Linked DNA regions of Mus musculus: regions 1 and 3 are each linked to region 2. A link is a contact called in public promoter capture Hi-C data. All regions are on one chromosome and are shown on one strand. The core of a region is the stretch at or near the end of the contact, and the rest is flanking DNA. Distances in the headings are between cores, read along the strand shown. Region 1 holds the start of Pdf (peptide deformylase (mitochondrial)). Region 2 holds the start of Cmtr2 (cap methyltransferase 2). Region 3 holds the start of Wwox (WW domain-containing oxidoreductase).

Region 1 (3,021 bases), core at 351-2,850, 3.2 Mb before region 2:
ACTGTCTACTGTCGGACTGGAACCAATTCCAAGCTGAAGCACAGATGTGACCATCTTAGTCTGCATGCTGGATTTCCAGATCCTCAATTCAAGGAGAGTGTTAGTCATTCACCTCCATCCAGTGGAGATTGGTAAATGTCCCACTGTCCATTTTGTCGATGAACAAGCAGCCCTGCAAGTGATCCATCTCATGCTGGATGATTCGAGCTGTCCAACCACTTGCCGACCACACCACTGGCTCTCCTTTTGGGTCCAGTCCTGCAAAGGAAGTTACAGGCTCGATGAGGTGAGGCTTTGCTGAACTCATGCCCAACCTCCTGTCCCTACTTTGTTTCCTGCCCTGGCCATGCCTATTTATATCCTATCTACAGAGGCAGCATCCAAGAGTGAATGTGGATAACAGCTCTTATCCCTCCTAGAAAGGGTACCCCAATTTTGTCCAGTGCCGACTTTTTACTCAGCGTGATTCCCAGCACTACTACAGGGCAAGGATAAGAAATCAAAACTCTTTTCAAGGGCTGTTTATCAAAGGTATTTCATGCCAGGCATGGTGGCACACACCTTTTAATCCCAGCACTCAGGAGGTAGAGGCAGGCGGATTTCTGAGTTCGAGGTCTACAAAGTGAGTTCCAGGACAGCCAGGGCTATACAGAGAAACCCTGTCTCGACCCCCCCCCCCCAAAAGAAAGGTATTTCAGCTTGGCACTGTAGCAAATAACCATATTACATAAAACAATGTGAATGTGAAGCATGGAATGGTTTGTTGCCCTAGTCTGGGTAAATCTGGGTCCCACTTTCTTACACAAGCCCCACCACGATAAACTGGGAAAATCGTGTGTGCAATACAGACACACTTACATGGGAATCTATATACCTACTCATGAGAAAGGGGAAAGACAGGCTCCATATCTAAGGAATCACCCTGCAACCCATCTAGGCGGGCCTGACCTGCTCTTCAGGAGTTCAGTTGGCTCCCGAGTGCCGCTGTGTCTGCACTGTCTCTAGCCAGAGAGAGCAAGACCACCCCGCTGCCCACGTCCCCTGCACCTGAGATCTGCACGGCTTGGAAGCGAGGCACACACGCCAGAAAGCCGGCGACACTCTCGCAGCCCTCGGGGAAGGTGACCAAGCGGCTGTCCAACACTCTCAGACTGGGGTTCACCAGCACCCGAAGTGGGAAGGGTTCCATCTGACGCAGTTCGCGCAGGCGCGGTGAGAAGGCTCGGAGGAGCTTGTCCGGGAACTCGAGCGCCAACACTTGCAGCGGCACCCCGAGCTGCGGCGCACTAAGGCCCACACAGCCACGCCGTCGCATTACCTGCACCATCCGCCCCACCAGCCGCTGCAGCTCCGGCCCCGCTAGCTGCTCGGGTTCCACCGGGGCCGCCACGACGCGCAGCACCGGGTCCCCGACCTGGCACACGTGCGCGTATGGCGGCTGCGGCGCGCCACATACAAGGCGCCTGAGGTACCGCCAGTAGGAGCGCGTGCGCGCCGGGCCCTCCAAGGCGGCCAAGGAGCTGCACCTCTGCGCCCGGCTCCCCGGAACCCACGCCGGCCGCGGCAGCCTGCCCAGCAGCAACATGGCGCGGGGAGACGCCGCGGCCCTTCCTTCCGCTAGCGCCAAAGACGCCGGGAAGCGTAGTTCCCGTGTAACTTCCGGACGCCCATCGTCGGGAACAGCAGGCGAGTGGCGACAGTTGTCGGTTTTATTAAAGCTGCAAATACCACAGGGCCCGCGCTATCCTGGGCAAAGCAACTGCACACACCTTCCCGCTGCAGAAGCGCGTACCCTCAGGGCTGCTCCCCAGGCTGCGGGCAGGGGACACTGCCTATGGCTCCTCCCTCACTCGGTGGCTCGGCTGGCAGCGGCTCCCCCTCCATGGGCTCCTGAGGCAGCGGCTCCCCTGGTTCCCTCTTCTCTGTTACAGGCTCCATGCTCCGCTGCTCCGCAGGGAGCTCTGGAGCTGGGGCCACGAGGTCCGGCCCCAGCTCCTGCTCATCTAAACAGAAAACTGTTTCTCTCTTAGGCAAAATAAAGGCGAGAGGTTCCTGGATGGCGCTGATGTTCACGTGTCCAAGGTTTCCGTGCTTAGAGAGCTGGGTGGGTGAAATGCCTGACCCAGATGGTAGGGAAAAAGAAATGAAAAAGAAAAAAAAAGTTATTAAATTCAATGCAGAGATCTCAGGGATGGTGTGGGGCAGGGGAGGGGACACTCAGAGAAAAGATTTAACACAATTACATATTTCAATACAACAAGAACATCTTTTTGGGTTTTTTGTTTTTTTGAGACCTGGCTATGCTGGAACTCTATAGACCAGGCTGGTCTCTTATCTCACAGAGATCGTCCTGCCTCTGCCTCCCAAATGCTGGTATTAAAGTTGTGCCAGGCTAAGGGCATCTCTGTAATACAAAAGGACAGTTAGTTATATTGGAGCCCCATTGTAAGGGTGGATGGAGCCTGAGCCAGGAGACACTCAGTAAATACTGGAGTCCAGGCACAGATCCCAGCTATTTGGGAGGCAGAGGCAGGAGGATCTCTGAGTTCAAGGCCAGTTGGGTATACCAAGTTAGTTCCAGGGTAGCCAGTGCTATATACTGAGATCCTGTCTAGTGTCAAACCAAAAACAAGGGCTACAGACATGGCTCAGTGGTTAAGTACTCTTCCAGAGGTCCTGAGTTCAATCCCCAACAACGTGGCTCACAACCATCTGTAATGGGATCTGACGCCCTCTTCTGACATACACGCAGGTGTGCATTCAGATAGAGCACTCACATAAAATCTTTAAAAAGACAAAACGAAAACAACAATGATAAAAGCCAGGCTGTGGTGAAGAACACCTTTAATCCCAGCACTCAGGAGATTTACAGAGTTCCAGGACAGCCAGAGTTTCACAGAGGAACCCCTGAAGAGAAATCCCATATCAAAAAACCAACCAAACAAACAAACAAATTTTTTAAAAAATCTTTCCTTTTATCCTAGCTCTTGGGAGGCAGAGGCAGGCAGATTTCTGAGTTCA
Region 2 (2,828 bases), core at 325-2,824:
TATGGGTAGGACTACAAAACGGTGGAACACTTCAGAAATCTGGGGAAGTCTTAAGAAGTTACACACACTCAGAACTCTGGGGAAGATTTAAGAAGTTACACACACAGCAGCTGCGATTATTCTCTCCTCTTGGTCGCTATGCCTGCTGGATGACTCAGTTCCTCCACATCTAAGTCACACAAGAATAATGAAAACATATGCTTACAACAACATATTAGAAAGTCCCCAAACAGGTCCATTCGTAATATCACCAGTCTAGAAACTAAACAGTCAGCCTTCAGTAGAAGAACTGATTAAAGTCAACCCACAGAATGACAAACCCCTTGCAATATAAATTTTAAAGACACAAGACAATACAGATGAAAACATTTTAAATAATAAATTGAACAGGGAGAGGCTGAGAAGAGTCAAAGTGTAATGATTGAATTATGTGAAATTCTAGACCAGATCATCTAAATTAGGGTGATGGGAAATACAGTGATAGCTGCTTCTTGAGGGTGGAAGACTAGGAAGGAACTTAAGGGAGCTTTTCTAAAATATTCAGTAGGTATTTGCCTGCTCCACAAGAGGAATTCATGCCTTGTATTAGTTATGGCCCAAACCCATAACTAACAAATCGTGGGCTCTAAGGGAGAGTCCACTGATTTTTTTTTTTTTCTCTAAATGGTCAAGTTGCCAAACTGCCTTCTGAATACGGTGCTCTTCCCTCATCTCTGTCAAAGTTCTGAGAAGTGACTGACAGCTCAGCCATAGACAGGCCATCTACATAACACCTGCTCAGGGAAGGGGAGTGCAGAAGAGTGGGTGAAAAGAGTGGGAGAGCGAGAGGATGAGGGAAGTGCTGTGAAGCGCTTTCCTCTAAAAAGGATGGCTGTTACACTTATAAACGCACAGCAGCTGTGGCTACCCCACAGCTGGGGAGGTGGAGACAGGTGGATACCAGTGACTAGCTGGACAGTCTAACCTAACTAGAGAGTCCCAGGCCTGAGAGTCCATCCTCTGGTATCCCTGGCTGACATGGAACTCTCTATGTAGACCAGAGTGACTTAGAACTCAGAGATCTGTTTCCCTCTGGCTCATGAGAGCTGGGATCAAAGGCTTGTGGCACTACACCGGGTGGTTTTCTTTTTCCTTGGTTTATTAATATGTAAACACACCAAGTGATGATACTTCCGTTTCTTTAATTTGGTTTTGCACTCAAGTTATCCATTGAGCTTCAATTTTAATGCAGTCTCTCCTAGGAACTAGCATCTATCTATCCAGGGTAAACCTTCGGGTACCAAAGCCCAGTTCCGTTGCCATGGCGACCCGCTGAGACGGACAAGTTTCTCCGCACCAGAGCTCAGCTCCAGGAGTTGCCACCCTCCCGAGTGACGTCGATGCGCGTGACGATAGGCCTCCCGGAAGGCGCCTGTGCAGTGTGGCTGTCAGAGCCTCGCAGCCGGTGGGGGCGTGGTCTGGAGGAGGATCTGGCTCCAGTTGCGCGTGCGCAGGTCCGGGCGGTCTTCCAGGCGCTCCCTCCTCTTTGTCCGCGACCCGGTTGCCAAGTACGCAGAGGAGACGCCACCCCCGGAAGCTGTTCCCGGGAGCGGAAGTGGCAGGTGGCTCGTTAGAGTGAGGACCGCGTGTGCGGTGCTACTCTGCTCCTGCTCGAGGGGCTCTGGTGGGCGTGGGCTGAAGGAATGCGGACCCGGCTTCTCGGTGAGTGACAGTTCCCGGACGGTTCGCTGCGGGCAAGGGGCGGGGCTGCTCAAATGAGTGTTTGAGAGGTGGCTGTCCCAGGACCCAGTGTGAGCACTGCACATGCCCCAGTGTTTTTATTTCCTAGGAAAAGTTGGCGGGACCATTGCTAACACTCCCTATGCTCACTTAGACCTGACAGCTGTTGAGAACTTAAAGGCTTTGGTGTTGGACTTACAAATTTTATAATCATTTCCTTGTGGCTTTGGACAGGAAGCTTCCTGTCTTCCACTTGGAGCCTGCAAAATAATACAGTTGATACTCATCAGCCTCACATGCACTTTGGAAACGGCATGCATTTAGTTGAAAAAAAATTTTATGCATTTAATTGAAATTTTTTTTGTTTTTAAGTCGTACATTGAAATGCTAGGGTGAAATTGAAATGCATTATTCTGTTCAGAGCTTTGTCTTTTGGGCTAAGTGTAATATTCGTCCATTTATCCAGTTAATGTTAGTGTACTTAAGTGCCCACCAGCCACTGTTGGAACCTTTTGGGGTGGCATGTAAGTGAGCAAAATAAAAGATAACTGTCCTGCAGAAGTGCGGAGCTTACATTCTGGTTTGAGGAAGTTGAGAACGACAAGTCACAAACAGAACACAGGGGAAAAGAAATAAGTGATAAACATGAATGCCGTGGGAGAAAGTGAGGTAAGGGCCATGGGGAGCCCGAGATGCAATTTCAAAATAAGTGTGTTAGGATAGGCTTCACAGAGTAAAGTGCCTTCCAGCAAATACCAGGAGGAGCTGAGGGGATTAGCTAGATAGATACTTGGGGGAGTAAAGCCCAGGTAGAGCTTGCCTCTTAGTATTGAGCAAAGTGTTCCAACGTGGTGTGGCCTGGGTCTTCAGTGAACAGCAGGCTTGTGTGGCTGGAGTGGAATGGATAAGGGGGCGGTAATATTAAGAATGAGTTGGCAGCAAGGCTCAAGTACAGTCAGGAACCTTGGAGCGTTTGAATCCTTTTAGTTGTTTGCAAGTGAAGGCAATTATCCACTTAATTTCGGTAAGATTTCACAGCTTAACCACAGCCACTAATTAGTATGTGAAGTTAATGACTAAAAGTAGACTTTTTTTTTCCCCCCAAAATA
Region 3 (2,877 bases), core at 131-2,630, 4.2 Mb after region 2:
CAAATTTCTACTAGAGAAGAAAGTAAACAATCGATTAAAAACAAACAAACAAACAAACAAACAAACAAAAAACAGGTTCAAAGGTTCCTTGCTGGGAACCAAGGCTTTGAACTGCAGGCTGATAGCGCCACCTGGCGTGCAGCTTCGGAAGCACAAGCTTGGATAGTTAAAAAATCCTCATTTCATAACTACTGTGGCGCAGATGTTTTTACAGAAACAAGATGGTCATAAAATCTCCTTAGGGTATGACTTTGTGGGTGTTGGCTTTGTCTCACACGTATTCAAGCTCCTGAAAAATCTTCTTTGCCTGGGTTTACATGCAGATAGATCCTTGTTAGATCAAAGTCAAAGCTAAACTTCCAGGAGCCAGAAATGATAAACAAATAGGGGAAGGGACTAAGTGCTGTTGTGAAGGTAGGCTTCACATTGTGGGTCTAGGATATTTATAACCAGGATTTTTTTTTCAGGTGCTTTAAAAGTCTGCTTTGCAAGTTTGTAATCAGGTGCCGCCTATGAACAAGAGAACCAAGTTATGGTTGGAAGACCATTCTCTCTTAATAGAGAATCTGGAGGCATGAGAATTTGCATGTTCTCGATTTTTGGCTCCCTTTATAGCATAGGCTGGCCTCGAACTTGTGAACTTGTGATCGTTTTGACTTACCCTCCCAAATTCTGGAGTCACTTAGTTCTCCAAGTGTAGGTTTTTTTTTTTTAAATGGCATATTTACATAAACAACACAGATTGTGAATGGAAAAATACCTGGATAGTATCAAGTCAGGACATTTACTCTCGCAGGTGTGTCCAACCTGAGGCTCGTGGCAACACGTGGCCCGGGATACTAATAAATGCTGCCCAACACAAAAATCCTAAACTTTAAGCATTGTGAGATTTTTCTTTTCTTTTTCCTATTTGGATATTCGATTGAGGGCTTCTCTAGTGTAAATTTTGGAAATGACCATGTCACAGTATCATGTCGTAGTGTCAAAAGGTTGTACACCTGCAGGGCATGGGACGAAACTGGAGCTCAGAATAATCTCATCAGAACCTTTCCCCCCTCCCCGCCCCCCCTTTATAGTCCAGTTGAGCTTGGACTACATTTCCCAGGATACTTCACTGCTGGGACTCATTCAGGATTGGGTAAAACAATAAGGAAGTGCCTTCGGGTCGCCCAGCAACGTGCAGAGTCCTGCATGATGACTGGGTAAGCACGCCCCTTCCAGGAGGCTGAGGAAGCTTATTCCAGTTTCTGAGCCGTTCCTGCTTTTCCTTCCACCCCCCACGGCCGTTCCATCTCTTCCGCGTTCCCTCCCGTGCTCTTCTCAGGCTCCGCCCCCTTTCCCGCCAGTAGCTGCAAAACCCGGAAACTGGATTACAGCCGCGGACCGGCTGGGCGAGCAGTGCGCAGGCGCGAGCGGTCTGGTCCCCTCCCGGACGCGCGCGGCGCGGTTGAAGCCAGAGTGAGTTGCTGAGGAGAGCAGGCGGCTACTTCTGTCTCCAGCATGGCAGCTCTGCGCTATGCGGGCCTGGACGACACGGACAGTGAGGATGAGCTGCCTCCGGGCTGGGAGGAGAGAACCACCAAGGACGGCTGGGTGTACTACGCCAAGTAAGCGGCCTTGGAGCGGCGTTCCTGGGAGCCGTGTCCTGCGAGGCCTGGACCCTGCGCTGCCCTGCCAGGCGGGCATGCGCATCCGAAATGCCAGCCACCTGTCCCAGGCTGTCCCCCGTTATTAGGGGATCTGGGTCAAGGTCCCGTCACCTGGCCACCCGCCGCACGCCCCCTGCCGCTCACTAGGTGGCACTGCACCGTGCGGTGGTGGCGCCTAGGTCTTACTCCTCTAAAGAGGAAATAGAGAAAACTTCAAAGCCAAGCTCCTGCCATGGGGACCTGATCTGGAGGCCCAGCAATCTGTATTTTTAAGCAGATGTCCTGGATGGCTCGCAGTGGTTTCCCAGGGAAGTCTTGGAAACCTCCACAGAGCCTTTCCCTGTTGCTAACCGTGACCTTGGGCCACTGAAAGCAAGCCCCTGACTTTTCTGTTCTCCTCATCTCTGAAATGAGCAGACACAAGAATGAATCTGTGCTGTGCACAAGGCACTCAGTGGAGAGGCTAGTAGGTTGCCCCGCAGGCGTTTTCTGTTACTTGGACTGTATCTGTGGCAAAATTGCATAGGCGTGATAGGGGATAGTAGCTCCCATAGGGGGAGCTACTGCAGCTGACTCTATGCTTGGGGACCTCTGTTCATTTTTAAGAAATAGATACTTAATGGACAAAATGCTAGGTTTTCATACAGTCTTGATCAGGCTCTGCCAGTCAAAGAATGAAAAAGCGGGAAATTCGCAATGTAGCAGGTAGCAGTGGAGAAGTCTCCAACACCTCCGACAGCAGCAGGCACAGTCAGCAGGCTGAAAGGCACTCTGTAGGGGAGGACTCGTGTTCACAGGGCAGACACACATGGAGAAAACAACTGCAAAGCCAAAGGGAACTCTGGAGCCGAAAAAATTGCAGCCTCTTCTTGAGGGCTTTGGTTTTAAGTCATTGAGGAGTTTTCATTCCCTAATTTAAGAGTTGGTCAGTTTGAAGAAAAGATAAGGGTTGGTCAACCCACATCTGTTGGGTAACGTGTCCTGATGTGGTCTCGAACTTGCTGAGCCAGTCATCAGCAACAGCTGACTAGCAGGAGAAAAAGCCCACAAGGACTTTGTTTTAAGATGCCAGGCTTTCGACTCACATAAAGAGTGTGAGGAAGAAGCTGGCTGTCTTGGAAGTTCACCACCTGTGTCACCTAGCCATGGTTCCTCTCCCTGTCTGCCTTCCAAGATGTCTATCTGCCTCCAACCCCCGAGTTTCATGGTCTCCTTTTTCTTATGAATA

Evidence for each region. Promoter capture Hi-C pulls out the DNA fragments that hold promoters and counts their contacts.
Region 1: a promoter capture Hi-C map of pre-B cells shows a contact between it and region 2, with 6 times the contacts expected there. The contact joins the promoter of Pdf here to the promoter of Cmtr2 in region 2. A contact is called at or near these places in 2 of 39 promoter capture datasets (liver and pre-B cells).
Region 3: a promoter capture Hi-C map of pre-B cells shows a contact between it and region 2, with 4 times the contacts expected there. The contact joins the promoter of Wwox here to the promoter of Cmtr2 in region 2. A contact is called at or near these places in 2 of 39 promoter capture datasets (the C10 cell line and pre-B cells) and 2 of 484 Hi-C or Micro-C datasets (CD4 T cells and pre-B cells).

What each region holds. Positions count from the first base shown.
Region 1 is chr8:107,047,014-107,050,034 of GRCm38.p6, forward strand. Pdf (peptide deformylase (mitochondrial)) reads right to left here and starts at 1,601. Exons shown (of 2, transcript NM_026513.2): 1 at 1,048-1,601; 2 at 1-258. The coding sequence starts at 1,585. The coding sequence ends at 101. Cog8 (component of oligomeric golgi complex 8) reads right to left here. Exons shown (of 5, transcript NM_139229.4): 5 at 1,696-2,117. The coding sequence ends at 1,795.
Region 2 is chr8:110,216,386-110,219,213 of GRCm38.p6, forward strand. Cmtr2 (cap methyltransferase 2) reads left to right here and starts at 1,575. Exons shown (of 2, transcript NM_146215.4): 1 at 1,575-1,701.
Region 3 is chr8:114,438,272-114,441,148 of GRCm38.p6, forward strand. Wwox (WW domain-containing oxidoreductase) reads left to right here and starts at 1,381. Exons shown (of 9, transcript NM_019573.3): 1 at 1,381-1,607. The coding sequence starts at 1,501.